Regions from separate parts of the Gossypium hirsutum genome. Here region 2 is linked to region 1. Evidence: chromatin contacts called from public Hi-C data. All regions are on one chromosome and are shown on one strand. Each heading gives the region's core, a stretch centred on a gene start, on an enhancer-like site or on the middle of the called end of the contact. The rest is flanking DNA. Distances are from core to core; before and after follow the strand shown.

Region 1 (5,486 bases), core at 1,297-3,796:
CTCTACGACCAATGCCTCAATGCACCCACACCGGTCCGTCACCTCTCACCGAAAGAGCGAGCCCGCGAAGCCGAACGAGAAAAATTGGGATTAATAAGCAAGGAGCGGCAACGGGAAATGGAGATTTTGAAGAAGGGAGGAAGAAAGGCAATGGGAGTCCCTGACGAGCCTATGATTATGGGAACTCCGGGGCTGGATTTGATTACATTGGGCCTTGTCGATGCCGATAAGATACCCAAATATGAGCTGACGGTGGAGGATGGCCGGAGATTGTCCAAGGAGTATAGTCGGGTTTTGATGAGGAAGCATAGGGCAAGGCAGGCTGCTGAGACTAATTTGTTGAGAATGAAAAAGGAGGCAATTGATGCGTTGCCGGAGAAACTTAAGGAGGCGGCTATGATACCAGATTTGACCCCATTTCCGGCAAATCGATTGATGGCGTCTTTGACTCCACCTATTGAAGGGTATATTGAGAAGGTTAAGGAAGCGGCTAAGAAAAGTTCCACCAAGCAGAAGCTTAGGTGAAGGCGAGGTGGAAGGTATTTTAACCCTTTTTCTTCATTAGGTTATTGACGAATCGTTAAGTGTTTTAAGTAATGCTGTTTTTTTCTTATTAAAAATTCAACTTGAAGTGAATGTATATGGAACTCTTCTTTTTTGGGGGGGGGGGTGGGGTGGGGGTGGGAGTGGGAGTTGAATTTAAACCAATTAGGACTTAAAATCCAAATATGAGTGAGTGACTTTTGTTGGTTTGATTATATCAGTTATGCAACACTTTCAATCTTACTTAAACTAATAACTTGCTTTTTTTATTGCACTATCATTCACTAATCTCTGGACTTGAAATTGATTCATTGAAGGTAGAACCATAGGATAGAATTCATATGGCATTGATTGACGGTTTTACTTGCTACCATTCAAAGACTACTTCATAGTTTTGTTTAAAACATAGGTTTCGACTATGTTGGATACTAAGTCTTCGATGCTCAATTACAGCAATATTTTTGATCAAGTTATGTTATAAATAAATTGTTTCTTGCTCTGGCTGAGTTCCAATTGGTGCTTCCTGTTATTGGTCACGTTTGCCATTTGGCATGTTTAAGTTTTTGTAGTATTGGCATCTTCTTGTTCAATCTGACTTCCAATTTGTGATATATTCGAATGTCATCCTGTGTATGTGGGCGCGCATTGCATGTGTGCCTGTGTGGATTAGACATCTATTTTTATCGTAAAAATTTGCTCGACAGTTAATAATCCAAGTGTTGCACATATACTTCTTACCCGTAAAAATGAACATGAGCAGGGTATATTTTGGTGTAGTAGGAATTGGTCTGGCGAGTATATGATGTAGGTATCTTGAAAGTATATTTACTATATTAATTGCTAGGAACCTGTATCAACAACCTGCCAATTTCTATGCCTCCTTTGTTCTAATGAATGTTTTTCTCACTAGATCTTTTGCGGCTGCAGTAGGCAAGGGACAAACTTCACTCGTGAAACTGATGATCAATTACAGCTGCAATGTAGTGTGATTTTCTCTGATGGCAATGAGTCTCAAAACAAGAAGTATTCAACATTGAAATTGAGCAATGTCATATTTTCCGGTTTAACGTTGAAACTAGCATGATGTGTTGTGATCCAAGCATAGGCAGCAACTTACAATTATTATTTCCTCTTTGAGGACTTGCTTGCTATAATAATCTGATAGCTTGAATTATTGACGCCTGTTTTTCTTTTACCGTATTAATCATACTAGGGATGTCTTGAATTTTATCTAGTCCCTCCTACTAACGGTGTCTTAAATTTTATTTAGTCTCTTCTCGTGTAGAAGCTTAGAATTTTGTTCTGCAACTTAAGAGCTTGATTATTAAGACTGGGGTTGGATCACTATTAAGGGAAAAAAATTGTTAAAGAAAAAAAAGGTTTAATTATAACTTTTTCCTTTTTCAATTTATAAAAGTTGAGAATTTTTTTTTTTATTTGTCAGAATTTTATTTTACAGAAACTTAAAATAATTCAATTAGATAACATAGTTAAACTTTGACGTAAAATGTTGACTTAGTCTTAAAAATTAGCATTGGAATTAGTAAAAATTAGTAATTCAATAATTTATGTTCAAGGAATTAATAAAGATTAGTAACATTAGCAAAAGATTGGATGAACTTATCAGTTTTTGGATTTACCAATGAAATATAGAGATTAATTTCTAAAGTGGAGAGATAAAATTCTTTTAAAAAAATAGAAGTATCAGACATGCACCTTGCACGAACTATCAAAATCATAACCAAGTTACAAATCTCGATTCGGAGGTCTCTCTTTCCTTCTCTCTTTTTGGCTGGTTTATCATGTTTCAATTTTAATTCTTCTAGAGTTTTAGTTATAATTAGACTTAATCATGATTCAAATGATCTGTTTAAATCCGAAAATTTATCTGAAAAATAAAAAAAATTTGAACAAAAATATAATTCTAAAAGGTAAATTTTAATAAATAAATAAAAATCCATTTTTTAAATAAACCGATCCTCAGATAAAACTTTTTTATCCTAAGCCCGGCCCGAATCACATGCCTGTCTACCGCTTCTTTCCTTTTCCTCTTCAGCCGACTCCCCCAATTTCTAATCCCTAACAGCTAATTTCTAAATCCCTAACAAAATAACTTTTCCTTCTCCACTCCAACACCCACCGGCCACCACCATCATCGTTCACCAGTCAGGCAGTCACTACCAACCCACCACACACCCGCTGGAGGCTTTATAATTTTAATACGGATCGAGCGAGCAGACTTGCCATTTCTTTCTGAAACGTTTCAAGTTTTAAGACGTCTCACTTTCAGCTCACGTTTCAGGGCAGGTGAATTTCAAAATCCTTTGTTTTTCATTAAATTTGATTTTCTTTTGGTAAATGGAGGCATTTCAATGATAAGGTCTAGAGAAATATTGGCCTTGCCTTCATACTTTTTCAGTTTTTTTCTAATCTGTTGTGCACATTTAATGGTAAATTTATTTCTTATTTTTTCATGTAACTATTGTTACTTTAACCTCTGTTTGGTTGCCGAGAATACCGAGGAACTTAATTAGCAATTTTTACATTGTTCCTTTTTCTGTCTGCACTGAGTTATTTATTTGGAGATTAAGCGGTTAAAGCTTTTCTGACTCTCATTTGCTAAACTTTCTCAAAAGCTAGCTCTTGGTTCCGAAACCCTCAATCACAATATGGCTCGAAACGAAGAGAAAGCCCAGTCGATGCTCAATCGATTCATAGCCCTAAAAGCCGAGGAAAAAAAGAAGCCCAAAGAACGCCGCCCTTTCCTCGCCTCTGAGTGCCGTGACCTTGCTGAGGCCGACAAATGGCGTCAACAAATCATGCGAGAGATTGGCCGCAAGGTCGCTGAGATTCAGAATGAAGGCCTCGGAGAACATCGACTCCGCGACCTTAACGACGAGATCAATAAGCTTATACGAGAGAAGTCGCACTGGGAACGGCGCATCGTTGAACTCGGCGGCCCGAATTACGCCAAACATGCCCCTAAAATGACAGATTTAGAAGGGAACATAGTGGATGTTCCAAACCCCAGTGGCCGTGGCCCTGGGTATCGGTATTTCGGAGCCGCAAAGAAGTTGCCGGGAGTTAGGGAGTTGTTTGAGAAGCCGCCGGAGTTGCGAAAGAGGAGAACTAGATATGATATTTATAAGAGGATTGATGCGAGTTATTATGGGTATAGGGATGAAGAGGATGGAGTTTTAGCTAGAGTGGAGGGGCCAGCTGAGGCAAAGATGAGGGCTGAAGCCGAGGAAGAGTGGCGGAGAGTGGAGGAGATTAGAAGAGAGGCAAGGAGAGGGGCGAAGGAGGTGGTTAGCGTGGGAGCTGCTGCGAGAGAGGTTTTGTTTGAGGAAGAGGAGGATGTGGTGGAGGAGGAGAGGAGGGAGAGGGAGGAGAAAGAGAGGAAGGATAAGGAGAGGGAATTTGTCGTGCACGTGCCATTGCCTGATGAGAAGGAGATTGAGAGGATGGTTGTTGAAAGGAAGAAGATGGAGCTTTTAAGTAAGTATGCGAGTGAAGGGCTGTTGGAGGAGCAGAGTGAAGCCAAGGACATGCTTAATATCCATCGGTAGAATAGATGCTGGTAATGTTGTATCTTTTAATTTGGACTTCGTTGATATCGAATTATATGACCTTTCTGTTTTGGTTAGATTGCTTTTAGATTTTATGTGAGAATTGAGTTTCAAGAATTACTCTCCCATATGCAACTTGGTTTTTATGTGGAAAAGAGCAGGAAAATTCTTTATATTTGCAACTTGTGATGTTGTTTACACCTATTAGAGTCATGGTTTTGTATCTGGATTTGGTTACATTGATATTGTTGTTAATCTTGTGATAGCTTTCATTTGTCCTTGTTGCTGGTGCTTTCATACCTCACTTGTTGGGTGATGCTTGAGATTATTAGAAAAAATGTTGGTTTTCCCCTGATGCTTTTTCGAGCAGTCAGCATCTTACTAGTTTAGTTTTGAAATAAAACCGGAATTGTTAACTTAGTGAAGTGCTACTCAACATCGGATGACTGATACTGCCGTTAGTCTTTTGCATATTTAGAACATTTTGCAGGCACTTTAACAAGTTTTTTCTGAGTCTACAAGGGAGGCCATAGTATTTTTAATCTAACAAATTAAGTTTTTGGATGGATGACATACATGAGCTATGATGAACTATAAAGACAAGTTGCACCATTTAACCCTAACCAGCCTCCTAACATGTTATATTCCGTTCACTTCAACTCTATTTTTGGAGTTTAACTTGTTATGAAAAATATCGCACCCTTGCTGTTCTTTCAACGGTTGTTTAAGGTATTCTAATTTGTTTAAGTGCCTAGACTTGGTGGGAACTTTTTCATGCTTTTACTTTTCACCATGTCACTAGTTTTAGGTTATTTCCCTTTTACAGTTACCCTGAAATGAATTGATCATTTTAATAGTGTAAATAATAAGTGCCATTTCAGTTTGTGGTAGCATTTAGGGTTTTAGGGTTTGTGGTAGCATTCGGTTTGTGCCATTACTTTTAGTAATGGTGTTTGATATCTTCTGGAAATTGACATGCCACCTGTGATCTTCATTAACAAAAGATGCCACCAACTGTTACATTAAATATTAATTGTACTTGTACTATAGAGATCTGTGATGATGATAAACATGTGTAAATTTATGTCCAAGACATAGATGCTAAACATACTTTAGTATCCATTTGACATGACTGATATTAACTAACTTCAGGTATTGGGGTTTTTGGGTTCTTCGATTGATTTGCGATTTGCCAAGAGTGAAGGACTAGATCTCAAACTTCCATGGACAAGCGCATTCAAGAACGCTTGCATACAAAAATTTCTTTTGAACTGCGAATTGCCCAGGCCATTGCATCTTGCCATTGTTCAATTTGAAAGCAAACTTCACATGCTTGAAGAAACATATTCCAAACCTGTTTGAGAATTGGCATTT
Region 2 (5,853 bases), core at 238-2,737, 150 kb before region 1:
CAACAGATATGTGGTGTGTTATGCTTCGGTTGTGTACACAAGCTTCACTAGCTGAAGCCTAGAGAAATATTGTTAATAGACTAATGTTTTAGCTACTATATCCACTTATCAGAAAGCAAAGTACATCAAAGACGAAGGAAAAGGACTACAAAGGGCCATTTCATTTTGTGTTTAACAGCTAAATGATATTTTGCAGGAGATGTAAGAAGACAACAATGATGGGAAGTAAGAAAAATCAAAACTAATGCAATGTCACCAACTCGGGTTGTAAGTGGGTCAACATGCTGTGCAAGCTACTCAGGAAATAGTCAAGTTCTACTCCTCCTCTGCCAAGTCAAGTTCAGGCTCAAACACCGGCAGGGATAACAAAGCATTTAAAAATGTATATTTTTAGTAAAATGCATATATTATCATCTATATGTACTATAATATATATAATATTATTATTTTTAGGGCCTATGTGTGTCTGAATAAATGAATGGTATAGAACAAATAACATTACATATTCTTTAAGATATTTGATCCTAATTAAGTCAAGATCAAGTTTATAAAATGAAACTTATTCAAGCTCAGGGATGGTTTCAAGCCTCTCGTACACAAAACAGCTTGAGGTCAAAGCTGTTACTACGGAACTCTATTCAACTCGCCTTTATGTACAAAAATTCAAAGGAATAAACATCCAACTTAGCTTTTATTGCTTGAAATGGCAATCAATCCTAAAAAATTGACAAGTGAAACATGTTTCAATAAATATTATAATTTGTTAGGTACCTCAATCAAACAGTTTAAAAGATCTTCCAACACTTACTCATAAGACTACTTTAGTCAATAAAATCTAGAGAAATATAACTTTCCCACATTATTAATCTAGGTGTACCTCATCAATCACCCCATTTTCGAACTCAAGCCATGCAGTTGGATGCTTGCATTCAATTAGTTCCTTCAAAGACATTCTGACCATCGAATTTAACTTTGATCACTTCAAAAACTATCGCCAGCAGTGGCAGTTATATTGGTTTGAAATGAAAAAAAAAATGATATAAACCCAACAAACACAATTCGAAACAAGAATTAAAAAAGAGAAAGAGGGGAGGGAGATGAAAAACCCAGTTACCCGAAGAAGGCAGGGACGTCATGGTAAAAAGGGTCACGAACAATGGTGTCCATGATGTCAAACAGCAAAATCGGAAGCTTCCTGGAGTTGAAGGAAGGTGATGTGTTGGTGGGATTGACTGCCATCCTGGTTCTGGGGAATGGAGAAAATAGTTTTGGACGAAAGCAGAGTGATGTGGCTGGTGGTGGTGATGCTCTAACAAATTGAGCCATCCAAACGTACATTTGCAACCCAAGAGAATTTTTGATATTTTGGTTTCCAGATTCCCCTTACCAGGAAAGAAGGGTCAATGTTCGCTGCGCAACTCTGGGTTTGCCTCTCTATGTTTGGGCTTACTATTTGTTTCATCCATGTTTGTGGGTACTTCTCAAAAAAATAAAATGCCTTGGCACAATATTTATATGTATATATTTGTAATTTTATAAAAAAAAATTTTAGTGATGAATTTATATTCTTAATAAAATTAAATATTGAATGTAATTATTCCTTTGGATAAATTTAATTTTTTTCAAAATTATTTATTTCTTAAATTCAATCTTATTAGTTATTACTATTACTATTTTAATTTATTTTATATATTTTTTATAAAAAAATTAAACATAATAGTTTGGATATCTTACTTTTTAACCAAGAAGAAGAAGAATATGTAAGCTACTTACCTACTTATCTTATTCAACATTTTTTTGTTGAAAAATTTTATATTAATTAAAAAGTTAATAAAATTACCAAACACATTTTAAAAAAATTTAAATTAGCGGATCCTAATGCTAAATGTGTGAAAACCCTGATATTGGACCAATTGTGTCAACCTCGAACCTTGATTGGCATGCATAGGCTGTAAAACTTGATAACAAATTGAATCGGAACAACGAATTTTATTGTTCAAATTTTTTTATATTTTATAATTAAATTTAAATAAAAAATATTATCTATTTATTTTCCATCTAAACAAGTTTCCAAGCACCTATCAAGCTAATGATTCAAGGTTCTTGTGATCTAATGTGTTTGATTGAGTGAAAAAGTAGAAGGAATAAATGAAAAAGTAGAAAGAAAATAAATTTTAAGTATAGTTGGTAAGAAGAAAAGTTTTGTATTTTTAATTATATATGGGTTGATATTGAGGATTTAAAATGATCAACATCACGTTTGAAGCATTCAAAGCGGATTACGAATTAGTTTCGTTATAGGGTAGCGAGTATCGGATTATTGAAGCATGGTTCACTGTTTTGTTTGTATATCATGTGTTTGATTTATTACTTGTTATGATTGTTAATTGGATGTTATTGCTAAATTGAGTATTGAATGTTCATTCTTGAAGCAAATAAGGCTGTAAGAGACAAGTGAACATTCACCTAAAATCTCACATTTCTATGTTAATTATTGATTTTGTTTTGTTTATATAAATGTCTATACTTGTATAAAATGATTAATGTCCAGTAAAACTAGTTGGCATACATCAAATAGAGTTAGCATATTATAAGGTGTAATGATCCCCTTTATTGCTTATTGTTTATTGTATGAATTTGTTACCGAAAATGGTGGTTTCAAAACTCCATTTACCGATGGTTGAGTCTATAAATTTTCATATTTCATGATTGCTAGTTTATTATATTGTTATAAGAAATTCTGATTTGATAATTAGGTTGATTTGATAATTGATTTTAGTTTAAAGACTAAGTTGTAATGAAGGTAATAGTTAGTCATACTTGAACTTTAGGAGTTAAAAGGTTTTATATAGCAATTGTCCACTTTCAATGTTAGTGGACAATTGATGCATGGATTAGGATGAACACCTATTAGAATGTTAGTAAAATAACACTTTGATAAATGCGAGAATAAGTATTTAAGTGGAAGGAAAAAGAATTATTTTGATTCTCATCTTTTTCTTTGAAATCTCACCATAGTAGGAGAAAAGAAAAGCTTTAAGAATCTCTTTAGCTTTCAGCCTTGCATAGTAAGTAAATTGTAGTCTAATTCTTATAAATTTTATGTTTTTGTGAACGTGATAACTCAATTTAGTTAACTCCTGTCTCTATTTTCAAAATTGTTAAAGTTTTGAAGTGTTATCATTGTTATGTGCTTAAGGTGTTGGTGTTAATTGATTAAATTAGAAATTCAGATATGAAAAAGATCTACTTGATAAAGTGAAGAATTGTTATTCTTAATTATAAAGATTCAAGTATGAATGTCCGAAACAGGTTTAAATGCATTGTAAGCTGATGAATAGTATTTAGAATTTCAAGTGATAGAATTGAACTGACTTATATCTATACAGTGAGATGATCAATGATATTTGGTTGATAAGAATTGAATTAAATTATGTTATAGATCAATATTTGAATCCGCAAAGAGAAGGCCACGGAAAAGGGAAGGTTGTTAAGTAGGCTTTATCGTGGTGTGTTTCCATTCTGCCAGATAAGTTCATACAATATAAACGCTATTTAATTCTTCGTTAATTTTATTATTTAAATTATATAAATTGAATTTGGTAAGTTAGATTCAGTTTGTTGAATATAGCAATGAGATATTAAATTATAAAATGAAAGCATCTTGATGAACTTAGTAAAAGACTCGTACACATTCATACATGTTATTTCATGATGATTCTGATATCCAATATTTGTTGCTGACTTGAAGATACATGTGACATAGATTTAGCTTGGATTGGTAACCTTACATGTATATACAACTTTGACCAGGTTTTCTTTGTATCGATAAAGGTTTAGCCTGGACAATTAACCTGACACCTCTGTATGTGACTAGCTCAGAAGAGCCTCTGATGTGAAGAGAACCTGTGTTTCAAGTTATTTTATGATGTTTCATCGGGTATAGTAGAATATGCAAATAGTGAAATTGGTAAGTTATGGAATAGAGGTAATAGGAGAATTGTTGTTAAAATTTTGAATTTGTACCCTTAAAAGAAAGATGGGCTATTTGAACAAGAAAGTTAAAATATCATGTTGCATACTTGGCGTAGTGTATATAATTCAGGGTATACACTTACCTCTCTGATAATCTGTGTTGGTTGAAAGGTAAACTATGTTTGCAAATTAGATTAACATATATTGGTCATGTGAGGTTGGTTAATTATTGAATTTGTATGAGCTTACTAAGTATTCCTAATACTTACTTTTACATTACTTTTACCTTATAGATATTGTTGCACCCATATTTGTTAAGTCGTATGTTGCAAAGGAGAATTGCAGATAAAATTGAAAATTTTTCTATTCTGGTAAGTTCTTTTTGTAATTAAAGATAAGATGCACCCATATTTGTTAAGTCGTATGTTGCAAAGGAGAATTGTGGATTAAATTGAAAAGTTTTCTATTCTGGTAAGTTCTTTTTGTAATTAAAGTTAAGTGGCGGGTAGGTTGAGGAAGGTTGGATTCCAACCATAATCTAGATGATTTTGAAATAGATAGTCTCATAGTGGGAGACATGATGATTAAGGCTATTACAGGTGGCTACCGATTTAGTGTTGATGAAGGATGTACGAGAGTACTATATATATATAGGAGAGAGGCCTTATTCTCTGAGATGATTCTTTTATTTTTTGTACTTTTTCTTTTCTCTGGTTTGCCAAGGAAGGGAGAAAGATTGAGGAACGTTTGTGCATGAAGGGAGAGACTAAGTTTTAAGTCTTAGAAATCAGAAATCTTGTCTGCTGGTAAGTTTTCTAATCTATCTGCATTAATGAATTTAAGAAAAAGAAAGAAGTTGAAGATTTTGTTGACTATTGATTTTGTTCTATTTTGGGTAAATAGACGAATGATCATTTAGCTGACCTCTGTATGCAAAGAAATTATTGATTTTATGCTAATGAATGGTCTCAATTGGATTCTGAAATGGTTGTTGTGTTATAATGGCTAAGGAGGCTTGTGTAGCGAAGGAAAAAAGTTTAGAAGATGGATTTGGCGAAAACTCCCAGGTGAGTTCTCGAACTCATATATTAAATGGATGTATTTTGTGTCATTCATATATTAAAGATGATGAACTAGTGTTTTACTAATGGTGAATCAACTTGTGGCAAAGTGTTGATGTCTTGTGTGTGCATGTAGTGTTGACATGCAAATACTGTTGGTTATGAGTCTGATCATTTTGAATAGAGGAAATGTTGGCATGGTATATGTTGTGTAATAAGATGCAATTGTATAGTTGTAAGTTATTTATGTTAAGTAAATGAAAGGCTTGGCGTGATGCATTGTTGCGTATTAAATTGATATAAATGATTGGTAGTAGAAATGTTTATGTTGCATAATGATATGAATGGCATATTTTATGTCGTGCGATAGATAGTATCTATTGGCGAAATGTTGTATATGTTATGCATTATATTTATATCGCTTTGAGAAGGTTCAGATGGTCATACATGGGATTGCATATGCATTATATTTATATGGCTTTGAGGGAAGTTTGGTTGGACTGAGCCGGGAAAGGAGATTAAATGATATAGAGACTCAGTGCACACCTGTATATGAGAGCCCCTTGTGCGGGACGTATAAGAGCCCTTTATGGGACATTTGAGAGCCCCTCAGGGGACGTATGAGAGCCCTTTTATGGGATGAATGGAAGTCCTTGGCCATGGCATTACCGTAAATGTGGAAGCTTGTTAGGAAAATCTTTTGTGGAAGTCTACAAGGACTATCTGATATGTGGAAAGTCCACCAGGACTATCTTTTGGGGAAGTCTGTGAGGACTTATCTCATATGGAAAAAATCCGCCAGGACTATTGTTGTGAG

What was found. A called contact is a pair of places that touch in the nucleus more often than the background predicts.
Region 2: a contact with region 1 is called in a Hi-C map of leaf, with 8 times the contacts expected there. The contact joins the promoter of LOC107950577 here to the promoter of LOC107950582 in region 1. A contact is called at or near these places in 14 of 34 Hi-C or Micro-C datasets (anther, callus, fibers and 3 more).

The regions. Positions count from the first base shown.
Region 1 is chrD03:7,504,077-7,509,562 of Gossypium_hirsutum_v2.1, reverse strand. LOC107950582 (pre-mRNA-splicing factor ISY1 homolog) reads left to right here and starts at 2,546. Exons shown (of 2, transcript XM_016885460.2): 1 at 2,546-2,850; 2 at 3,184-4,377. The coding sequence starts at 3,213. The coding sequence ends at 4,112. It overlaps LOC107950583, which reads left to right. Exons shown (of 2, transcript XM_016885462.2): 1 at 1-539; 2 at 1,471-1,717. The coding sequence ends at 525.
Region 2 is chrD03:7,656,790-7,662,642 of Gossypium_hirsutum_v2.1, reverse strand. LOC107950577 (flavin mononucleotide hydrolase 1, chloroplatic) reads right to left here and starts at 1,487. Exons shown (of 7, transcript XM_016885455.2): 1 at 1,115-1,487; 2 at 878-953. The coding sequence starts at 1,338.